Regions from separate parts of the Mus musculus genome. Here all the other regions are linked to region 2. The links are chromatin contacts, called in public HiChIP or PLAC-seq and promoter capture Hi-C maps. All regions are on one chromosome and are shown on one strand. Each heading gives the region's core, a stretch centred on a gene start, on an enhancer-like site or on the middle of the called end of the contact. The rest is flanking DNA. Distances are from core to core; before and after follow the strand shown.

Region 1 (2,700 bases), core at 195-2,694, 360 kb after region 2:
TTTATTTCTATTTATTATTATTATTGATGTATGGGTGCTTTTCCTGCATGTATGTCTGGGCATTGCATGCTTGTCTCATGTCCATGGAGAACAAAAGAGGTATCAGGTATACTGGAAAAGGAGTTACAGACACTTGTAGGCTGCCATATGCGTACTGGGAACTGAACCAGGGTCCTTTGGAAGAGCAACAAAGGTTCTTAACCACTGAGCAATCTCTCCAGACCAACTTCTCCATTTCTTTAAAACATCTTTTGATCTCCCATTCATGGTCCCCTTTCTAGGTTCATGTCTTATATTCACAGTCACAGCCATATGAGACACACACACACACACACACACACACACACACACACACACACACAAAGCTAGTATCCATATAGGATCCATGTGAAACTATGAAGTAGTTTATAACTCTTTCTGGCCTTGAACTCACAGAGATCCACTTGTGTTTGCCTCCTGAGGGCTGTTAAAGGTGCATATCACTATGCCTGACCTAGTTTTACTCTGAATTATTCCAAAAATAGAAAACACCCAAGCTGTTAAACTGTCTCTAAAAATTAAGTCGTTTGGGCCAAAAAGCTGGCTCAGTGGGTGAAAGAGAAGCTGACTTCCATTGCTGAAACCCATGGTGATAACGGACGCCTGAAAGTTGTCCCCTGACCTCCATACATTGCCATGTACATGCCTGCTTACTCTGTTAAACCATGCACACACATACACACACCCCATTATCACGAAAAATCAGGAAAAGATGTTAGGAACTAAGCATTTTGGATACAGGGTTTCATGTATCCCAGACAGACTGGCCTTGAATTTACTATGTAGCCAAGGATGGCCTTGAACTTTGTCTTCTTCTCCCAAGCACCACTAGTACCATCTACGGTACTGGCGATGGATCCCAGGGCTTCGTGATGCTAGTCCGGGCTCTACTAACAGCCCTGGGTGGTGAAAACGTGATGGAATCAAGGACTGAGGTGTTAGCAGAGTCCAGAGACACACAAAGACAGGTCGACATAAAGGTGTCTGGAGACAGCACTAACTGAATGGACCAAACGGATCATTTTTCCTGGGTTGGCAGATTGTGCAACATGGCTAAGGGCATCGCGAGCGTGAGGGAGAGGCGGGAGAGAAAAGCTTTTGTCAGCAGCATCTCCACCGGGGCGTCCCCACACCCATCCTCGCCCCACCGGTCCGCCATCAACCGAGGCGCACCCCGGCCTGGTCCCGCCTCTCGCCCCGCCCCCGCACTGCTCCCCCTTCAAGGTCTCGCTTCTGATCTCGACCTCTCGGCTCTTTTCCTGTCTCAACGCCCCTTATGAACCCACCCGAAAAAGGGTGCAACTGTCGGGACGCTGGAACAAACAAGTTTTTCTCTCCAGCTTGGAGAGCTCCAACGTGGCTGAGAACTCCGAGCCGGAAATGGAAGTGACGTCACGGCCAGCCCCCCCTTTTCTCCGAGCTCTGAGTCCTTCTCGGCGTTTGTCCGAGGGCTCTCCACGCAGCGCTCGGTGAGGATTCGGTGAGGAGCTGCGGGGGCGGCGCGGGGAGGGCGAGGACTCGGTAGGCCTGTGCGGGGAGGCGGGCCGAGCTCTGCTCGCGGGGTCCCGCGGCTTCCCGGGCTCTGCAGCCTTCCCGGGTGCCGCGGCCCGAGTGCGCATCCCGACTCAGCCCTGAGCTGTTTGCACCCACCTTTCTTCTAAAGCCGGTGTAAAGTAACCTTCGTGGAATTATTTTCCTCCCCAGAAAGAATAGACTTTTCGCCATTGGTATCACATTGAGACGCTGCATTTTCCATTCTTGGACCGGGCGATTCTGTTTGGGGGAGCCGAGCTTTGGCTGAAAGGTGGGTGAGGGCAGCCTTTTCCTCTTGTTTTTCTTTTTGTGTGTGTATGGAAAGGAATGCTTTATCCGATTATTTCGCTTTCGTGGGACCTATGTTTACCTGAGACACATTGCATTCTGATTTTTTTAAAAAGGCAACTTCGTTGTAGACTTTCGCAGAGTGCATTTATCTGTATATAAATATAAACGTACAAAGACCCGGGTCTTTGTGTTGAAGAAAAGTAAGGATAACAAGTTACTCTTGATTTGATGCTGGGGCCGCAACTCAGAGCCTCATGATGCTAAGCACTCTCCTGCTGAGCTACACCCTAGCCCAAATAGTTAGCTATTGTCTGAATGTTGTAGGCCTGTGCCTCCTTGCAGACTTTAAAAAATGGAGGCTTTGTTAGGTTAGTACTGATTAAACTGGTTGGTTTTTCAAGGAAAATTAAAATACAGTTTATGTTGAACTATTTGAGAATAGGTTGGGAATTTCAGGCATGATTTTTTTACATAACGGGGTAATACATTTTCTAAAAAAAAAAAAAAAGAAGATACTGACCCAGTAAGACCGTAAATACTGATCTTTCAGCCAAGATAATAAAAAATTAATATTATCTAATATCTTCTTTGTGTGAAATCAGAATTCTTCATTGTTATAAGTTTTTGGGTGTTTTTGCATCTAAGATCTTTTCAAAGTTTCTTTGTTTTTCTAATAGTGGGAATTGAATCTAGGGCTTTGTGCATGTTTAGTAAGCTCTCTTACTGAGCTATAAACCAAGACCTCTTTAAGGCATTTTTGCTGTTATTTAATCTATTTTAAGTTGTTATCTGTTTATGTGTGGGGTGTGGGTTTCTGCCTTGAGTGCAGTGCCCCTG
Region 2 (2,700 bases), core at 55-2,554:
AGCCAGGGCTACACAGAGAAACCCTGTCTTGAAAAACCAAAGAAACAAAAAAGAAAGAAAGAAAAAAAAAGAAGCCAGGTCTGCTTTGGTATGCAAAACATGTGCATGCTCGCGTGTGTGTGTGCACACACACACACTGTCCCCTGTCCCAGGGTCTGAAGCCAAACAAAAAGGTCACTCCTCTGCTTCCTGCTTATGTGTAGCATGCAAGCTCTCAGCTACTGCTCCAGGATCATGTTTGTCTATCTGTCTGTCTGCTGCCATGCTCCCTGTCATAATGGTTATAGACTCACCCTCTGAAACTGTAACCAGGCCCCCAATTAAATGCTTTCTTGTATAAGTTGGTCATGGTGTCTCTTCACAGCAGAAGAACCATGACTAAGACAAGGATCTAAAGCAAAGAGCCTCGGACAGCTCCAAAACTTGCTGGGTAGCATATGGACAGAAACATCTTGTCTGACAAGAAAGCCAACATAGTAATGAGAGCATCTGCAGGCAGGAGCCAGGAGAAGACTAACGACTAATAAGTCAACATAAAACAACCCTCAGATAAAATCTTCCTCCGCAATGTTCCCTTTTGTGTCCTCTAACATTCCAAGCCCCCTGCCCCTCGTACAATCTCCATTTCTCTAGTAAAGGACTGCCTGCTCTGTTGAGCTGATGCTGGCTTTTATTTCCATGTTGCCTTCATCAGTTCCGATCTAACACCCACTCCCACTCCCTTTTAAGACAGGGGCTCACTGGCTGGCTTGGAACTCACAGAGCTCCAACTGCTGCTGCCTCCCAGGTACTGTGATTAAGTCTGTGCTACCACATCCTAAGGTTTTGTTTCTTCTGGCAATATTGGGTACCAAGGACTTTGTAAGTGTCCTACTACTGAGCTACACCCCCAGCCCCTCACTGGGGGATTCTAGGCAGGGGCTCACACCTCTACTGGCTGCTGGGGTTAAATGAGAAAGTTTTACCCCTTTAAGGGTGTCCCCAGCGCCAGGCATCAGGGTACTCACTGATACATCATCATTGTCATGGTTGTCTGAGTCTGGAGCCCACAAGTCTACCAGGGCCTAGGGCCTCCCATGCTCTGTGAGCCTGAGAGAAAGGAAGAGACTCGTAGGGCAGTGGCCTCTGTTATCATGCTCCGGAGGCCTGGGCAAGGGGATCTGGCTATTCTGCCCAGGGTTCTCACACTGGAAATACTAAATATTTACACTTGCTGTGCTCCCAGGCTCCATCCATGCTCTGGGGGATGGGTGGTTTCCAAGTCTTCTCTCGGCTTCTGTCTTTTCAGTCTCCTGCACCCAGATACTCACCCAGAAGGACTCCCGGTCCTTCGTCCTGGTCCTTCAGGCCTTCCTCAGATTTTGTGGAATTGCCGCAAACCTCACTGGAGCCAGCGTCTGGGCTGTGAGAGGTGAGAGTGGGTAGGAGTGGATGTAGGTAGATGCTGTTTGTAGAGTGCATCTGGTCTTGATTGTGTGTGTACGGGTGTGTATGTATGTTGTCTATGTATGTGCATGTATATGTATGTGCGTATGTATGTATGTGTATGTGTGTGTGTGTGTGTATACGTTGTGTGTGGGGGGGCACAGGGAGGCTCCCAGGTCTCTCATTTACTCCAAGCTTGCCAACGAAGGCGGCCACATGTGCCCAAGACTGCCCAGTGCTTGGGAGCTGACGCCTGATGAGCAGCCACTGTAGTTGATGTACCTTGCCTCTAGCTCAGAAGTTTCCACGGCTCTCTCACTTCCCTTCTATGCCACCCCACAGGCCTCTTTGCTATGTCTTCTTTTCAGCACATCTGAAATGAGATCCAATTCCAGGACCTTTGCACTTGTGGTTTCTTCTGAGCAGGTCCAAGTGTGTGCCCGAGTGCCTGGGAGTGGTGGCATAGGGCCCTGGGTGTGAATTCTGCAGGGCAGGAGTGGGGAGTCACGAATATTAACCTGGTATGGTGGCACACACAAGCCATCTAGGGATGAAGAGGCCCAGGCAGTAGCATCCTAACCTAGTTCGGTAACAGACTGGGCTACTAGTGACACCATGTCTCAAATTAGAAAAGAGGGGCCCAGCATGAGTGATGGATGTTCCATCCCCTGCACGCCCCGCCCCCCACGCAAAATGGAAGTTTTCTCTTTAAGTGGGGGCCACCGAAGGTTCTGAGGGGAGAGGTGACCAGGTCCAAGTGTCCGGAACCGAGGATGGAGAGGGATTTGGGGTGTAAAATGATTCTGGTTGTTGTATGAACTGTGGTAAACGGACAATCTGCGCTGCGAGCTGCAGCCCAGCTCTGTTGTGGAGTACAACCGTAGGAAGTGACGCCCAGGGATCAATACTTTAGCTCTCCTTGGCTACCTTGGAGCTTTGGGACCCGTCTAGGCTAAAACAGTAGTCTCTTTCCTCTTCACTGCAGGTGACGGCCATGGGGACCGCCAGGCTACGCAAGCTGCAACTGCTGCTTCTGCTGGGCGCTTGGAGGGCGCTCGGAGGTGCCGCGCGTTGCCGCGTCACCCTAGTTTTGTCCCCGCAGAAGGCAACTAGCGCCGTCTGCAGGAGCTCAGAAGCCACCCAAGACAGCGAACTGGCCACGCTGCGCATGCGCCTGGGTCGCCACGAGGAGCTGCTGCGCGCGCTGCAAAGGCGTGCGGCGGAGGGTGGTGCGCTCGCGGACGAGGTGCGCGCACTGCGCGAGCACAGTCTCAC
Region 3 (2,700 bases), core at 144-2,643, 290 kb before region 2:
ACAAGGACACAGTTACTCTGTCACCACCACAGACACTATGGCAGAGCCAGCCATCACTGTCATCATGTCACAACTGCACTCTGTGGAGTACAGATACAGCCATGCTGTTACAGCTCTGTGACAGACACCAACATAGTCACCCTGGGACAGTTACAGAAGCCCAGAAGCACAATGCCACTGTCACAATCACTGTCTTCATAGCAGAGTTAGGCAGAGCCCCAAGTACAGGCAGCCCCAGCCTGTCACACACAACTGAAGACCCCTCCCTGAGGCTACCATGGCAGGAATCCCAGCTACTCTACACACCTTCATCTGTCACTTCAGAAAGGTGGGAATTCTTCTTTGATGGGACCTCACATGCCCTTGGCACAGGTCCATGGGGCACCTTGGGGTGCCATGAAGCCCTAACTGCCTGGCTAGGGCTTGTTCCAAGTCATAATACAGCCTGGACTAACACCAGCTACTGTAGGGCTGCCCTGATCCAATTCTCCACCCACTAGCGTCTAGTGTGCTACCCCATGGGAAGTATCCAGCGTGGTTCTTCAGTCACCCCTTATCGAATGTTCCCTAGGACACCCCACAATTAGTCCAGCCTCAGTCAGTCTCTCCAAGAGGTACTCCCATTCCAGCAGCTGCTCTGTACCATTACTGGCTAAGCTTGTAGAGAGCCCTAAAACAGCATGGATCCCCCCGACCCTCAACTTTACCCTGGGTATCCCATAAGTTAAAGGGCTTCTGGTGCAGTGGCGCCCCCTCTCTCCACCCACGCGGGTCACGCTGGCCCCCCCATCCGCCCCACAGCGCCCCCTTTGGCCAGCATTGCGCGTGGCGCCCCTCGAGCGCTTGTGCGCTCCGCTCGCCGGGGGAGTCTCACCGCCTACTGCTGCCTCCGCCGGTACCGGTGCCGTGGAAGGACGAGGGCCAGGACATGCGGGTAGTCCGCAGGCCTGGCCGGTCGCCAGTGTCCACGGCGTCGGCGCGCTCTATGGGCCGGTGCGGCGAGCGCTCTGGCTCTGAGCGCTCGGCACTGTCCGAGTAGCCGCGCTGCTGGATGCGGATCGGGGTCCTCGGCTGCCGCCACAGGTGCTGGGGGGGCGGCTTCAGGGTGGCCTGGCCCTCTCGGGGCCCGGGAAGAGAGAGAGACAGGCTCCTCTCCGAGGGGGCGGCCGGAGGCTCCATGGCTCCCGCTCTGTCTTGTGGGGTGCCCGGGGGCAAAAACGTCCCCTGGCCTGTCCGAGCTCAGTGGCGCCACGGCCGAGGTGCTTGGGGACCCACGGGAGCTCCTGGCCTCAGTGGGGCCATGGCGCCCAAGGACGGAGAACGCGGACGGCGGCGGCGCCGGTGTCCTCCTGGCGCTTGGAGCCCGCTGCGCTCTCGGAACCCGGCGCCAGCCGCGACTCCCCGCCCCGGCCCGCCCCTCCCTGCCCCCCCACCCGCCCGCCCGCCTGGCGACTGTCACAGCGCCACCCCCTCCTCCTCCAAGGAGAGGAGGGTGGCGGTCCTCCACACCCACGCACAACCCATTCCCGCCGGGGAGGGGGCGCCAACGCGCGCCAATCTCCAAGAGCCCTTTGGAGCAGCAAACAACGCACAGGGACCGAAGAGTTAAAGGGTTAATGGCATCGGGACGAAGACATCCGACTGGTTGGCGGGGTGTCACTCAGCCGCATCCATCAAGGCTAGGGCGGAGTCAGGGGCTGTCGTATCCTCGTTTTTAGAACCCCTGTCACCCTTTATCCCAGGTCCCCTTTTGCGGGAGTGGTCCTCGTGCCACCAGGACGCGGTGTCTGCAAGCTAACAGTATTGCACGCAGGACCAATGACAGCGTGTGGCTCCTCCACCGCCTGGCGGGATGTGAGCGCACGTGGCCCCTTCCGAGGGTTGTCTATGTTTTCGATGACGCCTGGAAGTGTGTGCGCGCACGTGGTGACTGCTCCCGCTGCTGCTGTCGGGGGGGTGTAAGAAGGCGCGCGCACGTGTACGACCCGTCGGGAGGGCGGAGCGTCCCGTGGGGTCTGTTCCGGTGGCCCAGGACTGTGCACACCTTCCCACGCACTCCGGCGCTGTATTGTCATTATAATGGGAGGATGCTGGTGCGAGTTGTGCACGTGATTCTTCCTCAGTTGTCTGTGACTGAGGACGCATGTTGGTGTATGGTCGGCCTGGAGGCATCTGGAGGTATGGGAGTGTGTCCCTTTGGGTCCCCCTGTGACTAATATATAGGTATCGCTACCTCTTATCTTTCAGAATTTTTAAATTACATTATTTGTGTGTGTGTGTGTGTGTGTGTGTGTGTGTGTGTGTGTGTATGGGAACTCGAGTCTCCCACTTCATCATCCAAATGCTACATATCTCAACTACTGCAGCAAGATTTGGTCCAGCTGTGCACCCTCAGTCCTTGCGAATACCCATTAGATGCCGAGGATAGGAGAGGACAGAGGACATTCTGCAGAAGTCAGTTCTCTCCTAACGATTCCCTAGTGGGCCTTGGGAATCGAATTCAAATAGGCAAGCTTGGAGGCAAACGCCCTTACCCACTGAGAATCCCGCTGGCCCAATCGCCGCCCCCTCTTCTTTTAATTTTTAAAGACTTTAAGCTGTTCTTCGAAAGGTAAACTGAGGCAGGTGGGAGGGGTAGCTGGGATAGGAGAGCATTGGAGGGTGAAACCCACCCCTGACGTTTTCAGGCGAGTAAACAAT
Region 4 (2,700 bases), core at 158-2,657, 440 kb before region 2:
TTTATTTCAAACAGACCTCGAGAAGACCAAAGATTCTCTCAGGTGTGATACCCAAGCATACTCAGGCTCCCAGACCAAGAATCCCACACCAGAGACAGCCAGAAGCACTCAATAGTTGCACAGCAACCCAAGAGCCTGGGGCTTCAGACCTTCTAGTGGTCTGGGGGCTGGCAACTTCAAGCTGGGAGAGCCCTGAAAGGCTAGGTCTTGCTACCTTCCTTTAGGCCAGGAAGGGTGTGTCACAGCCTCTGGGACCTGTCTATTCTTTTTTTTTCCTCCCCCTGGACCGCACAGACCCAGGAAAGAGGAGGAAGGCAGAGAGCCTACTTGCTTTTCTAGTTATTTTTGAACCATTTCCGGCCCCCTCCCCAAGACTCTAGAGTCTAGCAGTTTCCAGGAAGTTCCAGTCACACAAAGTGGTATATCAGGGGGAGGGATAGAGCCCCTCTGCCAGAGTCTCAGCTATGCCTCTTAAGGCTTGTGGCCGATTTAGGCCCAAGGAACCTAAAATAGATAAGAGGAAGGAGGCTCAGAGTTCAACACCCAGTCCGTGGGAACCCGGAGTCGGGTAGGGTGAGAAATCCGCATCTTGGCCCCACCCCCAGCTCCAAGTGGCTAAGGCCACCTCAGGCCTTACTGAGGTCCGGGTCTCCTGGAACCCTTAAAATTACAGGCACCTGCAACAATCAGCACAGGCAGGGAAAGTTTCTGCATTGCTCCCCGCCTGCCCGCCTCGTCTCTGACCTTCCCTGTCGCATTAGGCACCTAATTCCAGTTATACGGGACTCTTCAGCCTTGCCTCAGTTTCCCCATCTAGTACTAAGCTTGGAGTCGCTATTCTGGATGTAAATGGCGAAGATGTGGAGGACACTTGGGTCTTAAGGAGACGGGACATGTGGCGAGGTCGGGCCCCATTCTTGCCCACACCCCAAGCTAAGATCGCCTCGCATCCCCTCCCCCGCCCATCACCTAATTCTCCCAGATAACGGGACCTCCAGGCGAGGAGCATGCGCCATAAGTCCCGGCTCATCGCTCAGGAAGGGAGTAAGCTTGAAGATCCCCGAAAAGAGACACGGGGGACAACCTGGGCTAGGGCCAAGAGCTCCGGCTGAGCCAGCGCGGGATGCAGAGGCCTGAGGACGCGGACAGAAGGGCCTTCGTACTGCCTGCAGCCACGAGTGTTTTGTTTTAAGGCTCTCAGATGTTGCCCTTCCTCAAAACCCCCTCCTTCCCAAGTCAGCACAGGCGACCTACAGGCCGGAGGCTACTCCTACCATAGACTGCGTCCTTCCGATCGTCCTCCATGGCCTCAACCGAGGAGAGCTGAGTCCGAAGCCAGCGCGACCCCAACCCAAGCGGGCGGGAGACACCGCGCGCTGCTGGCCCCGCCCTGCCCCGCCTGACACCGCCCCCAGCGCGCACGCCCAAGACAGCCCCGCCCCTTAGGGGCGTGCCCAGGGAGGGGCGTTGGGGGGCAGCCACCTTCTGGTTTCCAGTCCGCTCTCTCTGTGGACAATTAGTGTGTTGCATCTGCTGGTCAGTCATTCTTTTTGTTGTTGTTGTTTTGGGTTTTGTGGGTTTGTTTTTGTTTTGTTTTTAGACAGGGTTTCTCTGTGCAGCCCTGGATGTACCGGAACTCTGTAACACGGCTGGCCTGGAACTCAAGAGATCTGTCTGCCTCAAATACTGGGATTAAAGGTGTGCTCAACCACCGCTCAGCAAGTCATTCTTTGTCCAGGTACTGAGCGCTGACTGAGCTAGGGATGCAGAAAAAGTTGTCATGTGCTCATTCATCCTATTGGTAAGATTTTGAGAGTTTGAACACAAGTCAGAAAGGAATAAAAGAGAAGGAGTGGCATGTCCCTGGGCCTCTGGGTAGGAGGTTTACGACTTTAATCTTCCAATCCCAGCACTGGGGAGGCAGAAGCTGCAGGATCTCCTTTATTATTATTATTATTATTATTATTATTATTATTATTATTTTGAGACTGAGCCTCCCTGGGGTCCTAGCTATCCTGAAAGTTGCTATGTAGACCAGACTAAGAGAGATACCCATGCCTCTATCTCTGAGTGTGGGGTTTAAAGGTGTATGCCACCATGTCCAACCTTAAAAGGTAGTTTTGAAAAACACCTATCATTCCAGCACTTGGGAGATGAAGAAGGAGGCACAGTAGTTCCAGGCTAGCCTTAGCTACACAGGAGTTTGAGGACAGCCTGGGGTACGTGAGACCCAGTCTCAATAAACAAAAATTTTCTTTGATCAGTGGAAGGTTTGAAATGTTGACAGACATGATCTAAAATAAGTTCTAGAATAACAATGATTAGGGCTGGAGCGATGTCTCAGAGGTTAAGAGCACTGCCTGCTCTCTTCCAGATCCTGTCTTTCAGAGGACCTGAGTTCAATTCCCAGCAGCCACATGGTGGTTCACAACAATATATAATGAGATCTGGTGCCCTCTTCTGGCATGCAGGCATATATGCAAGCAGAACACTATTATATACAATAAAGAAATAAATCTTGAGAAAATAAAGAATGGTTAACCTAAGCCAGGCGTGGTGGGGCACGCCTTTGATCCCAGCACTTGGGAGGCAAAGGCAGGCAGATTTCTGAGTTCGAGGCCAGCCTGGTCTACAAAATGAGTTCCAAGACAGCCAGGGCTATACAGAGAAACCCTGTCTCGATAAAAACAGAAAGAAAAA

Evidence for each region. Promoter capture Hi-C pulls out the DNA fragments that hold promoters and counts their contacts. HiChIP or PLAC-seq counts read pairs in DNA pulled down with a chosen protein or histone mark.
Region 1: a promoter capture Hi-C map of second pharyngeal arch cranial neural crest shows a contact between it and region 2. The contact joins the promoter of Zfp266 here to the promoter of Angptl6 in region 2. A contact is called at or near these places in 2 of 39 promoter capture datasets (pre-B cells and second pharyngeal arch cranial neural crest) and 1 of 9 other capture datasets (embryonic stem cells).
Region 3: a contact with region 2 is called in an H3K27ac HiChIP or PLAC-seq map of microglia, with 6 times the contacts expected there. The contact joins the promoter of Pde4a here to the promoter of Angptl6 in region 2. A contact is called at or near these places in 7 of 39 promoter capture datasets (the C10 cell line, cranial neural crest, embryonic stem cells and 4 more), 1 of 15 datasets of contacts at CTCF or cohesin (the NIH/3T3 cell line), 4 of 484 Hi-C or Micro-C datasets (bone marrow-derived macrophages, embryonic stem cells and regulatory T cells), 8 of 115 datasets of contacts at active chromatin or transcription factors (bone marrow-derived macrophages, craniofacial prominence, embryonic limb bud and 4 more) and 3 of 9 other capture datasets (adipose tissue, liver and pancreatic islet).
Region 4: a promoter capture Hi-C map of pre-B cells shows a contact between it and region 2, with 4 times the contacts expected there. The contact joins the promoter of Slc44a2 here to the promoter of Angptl6 in region 2. A contact is called at or near these places in 3 of 39 promoter capture datasets (erythroid cells, liver and pre-B cells) and 2 of 9 other capture datasets (adipose tissue and liver).

What each region holds. Positions count from the first base shown.
Region 1 is chr9:20,520,163-20,522,862 of GRCm38.p6, reverse strand. Zfp266 (zinc finger protein 266) reads left to right here and starts at 1,444. Exons shown (of 9, transcript NM_001082485.1): 1 at 1,444-1,519; 2 at 1,744-1,843.
Region 2 is chr9:20,878,314-20,881,013 of GRCm38.p6, reverse strand. Angptl6 (angiopoietin-like 6) reads left to right here and starts at 1,304. Exons shown (of 6, transcript NM_145154.2): 1 at 1,304-1,411; 2 at 2,411-2,700. The coding sequence starts at 2,420.
Region 3 is chr9:21,164,407-21,167,106 of GRCm38.p6, reverse strand. It overlaps Pde4a (phosphodiesterase 4A, cAMP specific), which reads right to left and starts at 1,393. Exons shown (of 15, transcript NM_183408.3): 1 at 875-1,393. The coding sequence starts at 1,179. Gm36118 (a long non-coding RNA gene) reads left to right here and starts at 1,439. Exons shown (of 3, transcript XR_870565.1): 1 at 1,439-2,178.
Region 4 is chr9:21,319,426-21,322,125 of GRCm38.p6, reverse strand. It overlaps Slc44a2 (solute carrier family 44, member 2), which reads right to left and starts at 1,407. Exons shown (of 23, transcript NM_001359227.1): 1 at 1,275-1,407. The coding sequence starts at 1,305. It overlaps Gm39302 (predicted gene, 39302), which reads left to right and starts at 1,012. Exons shown (of 2, transcript NR_166671.1): 1 at 1,012-1,536.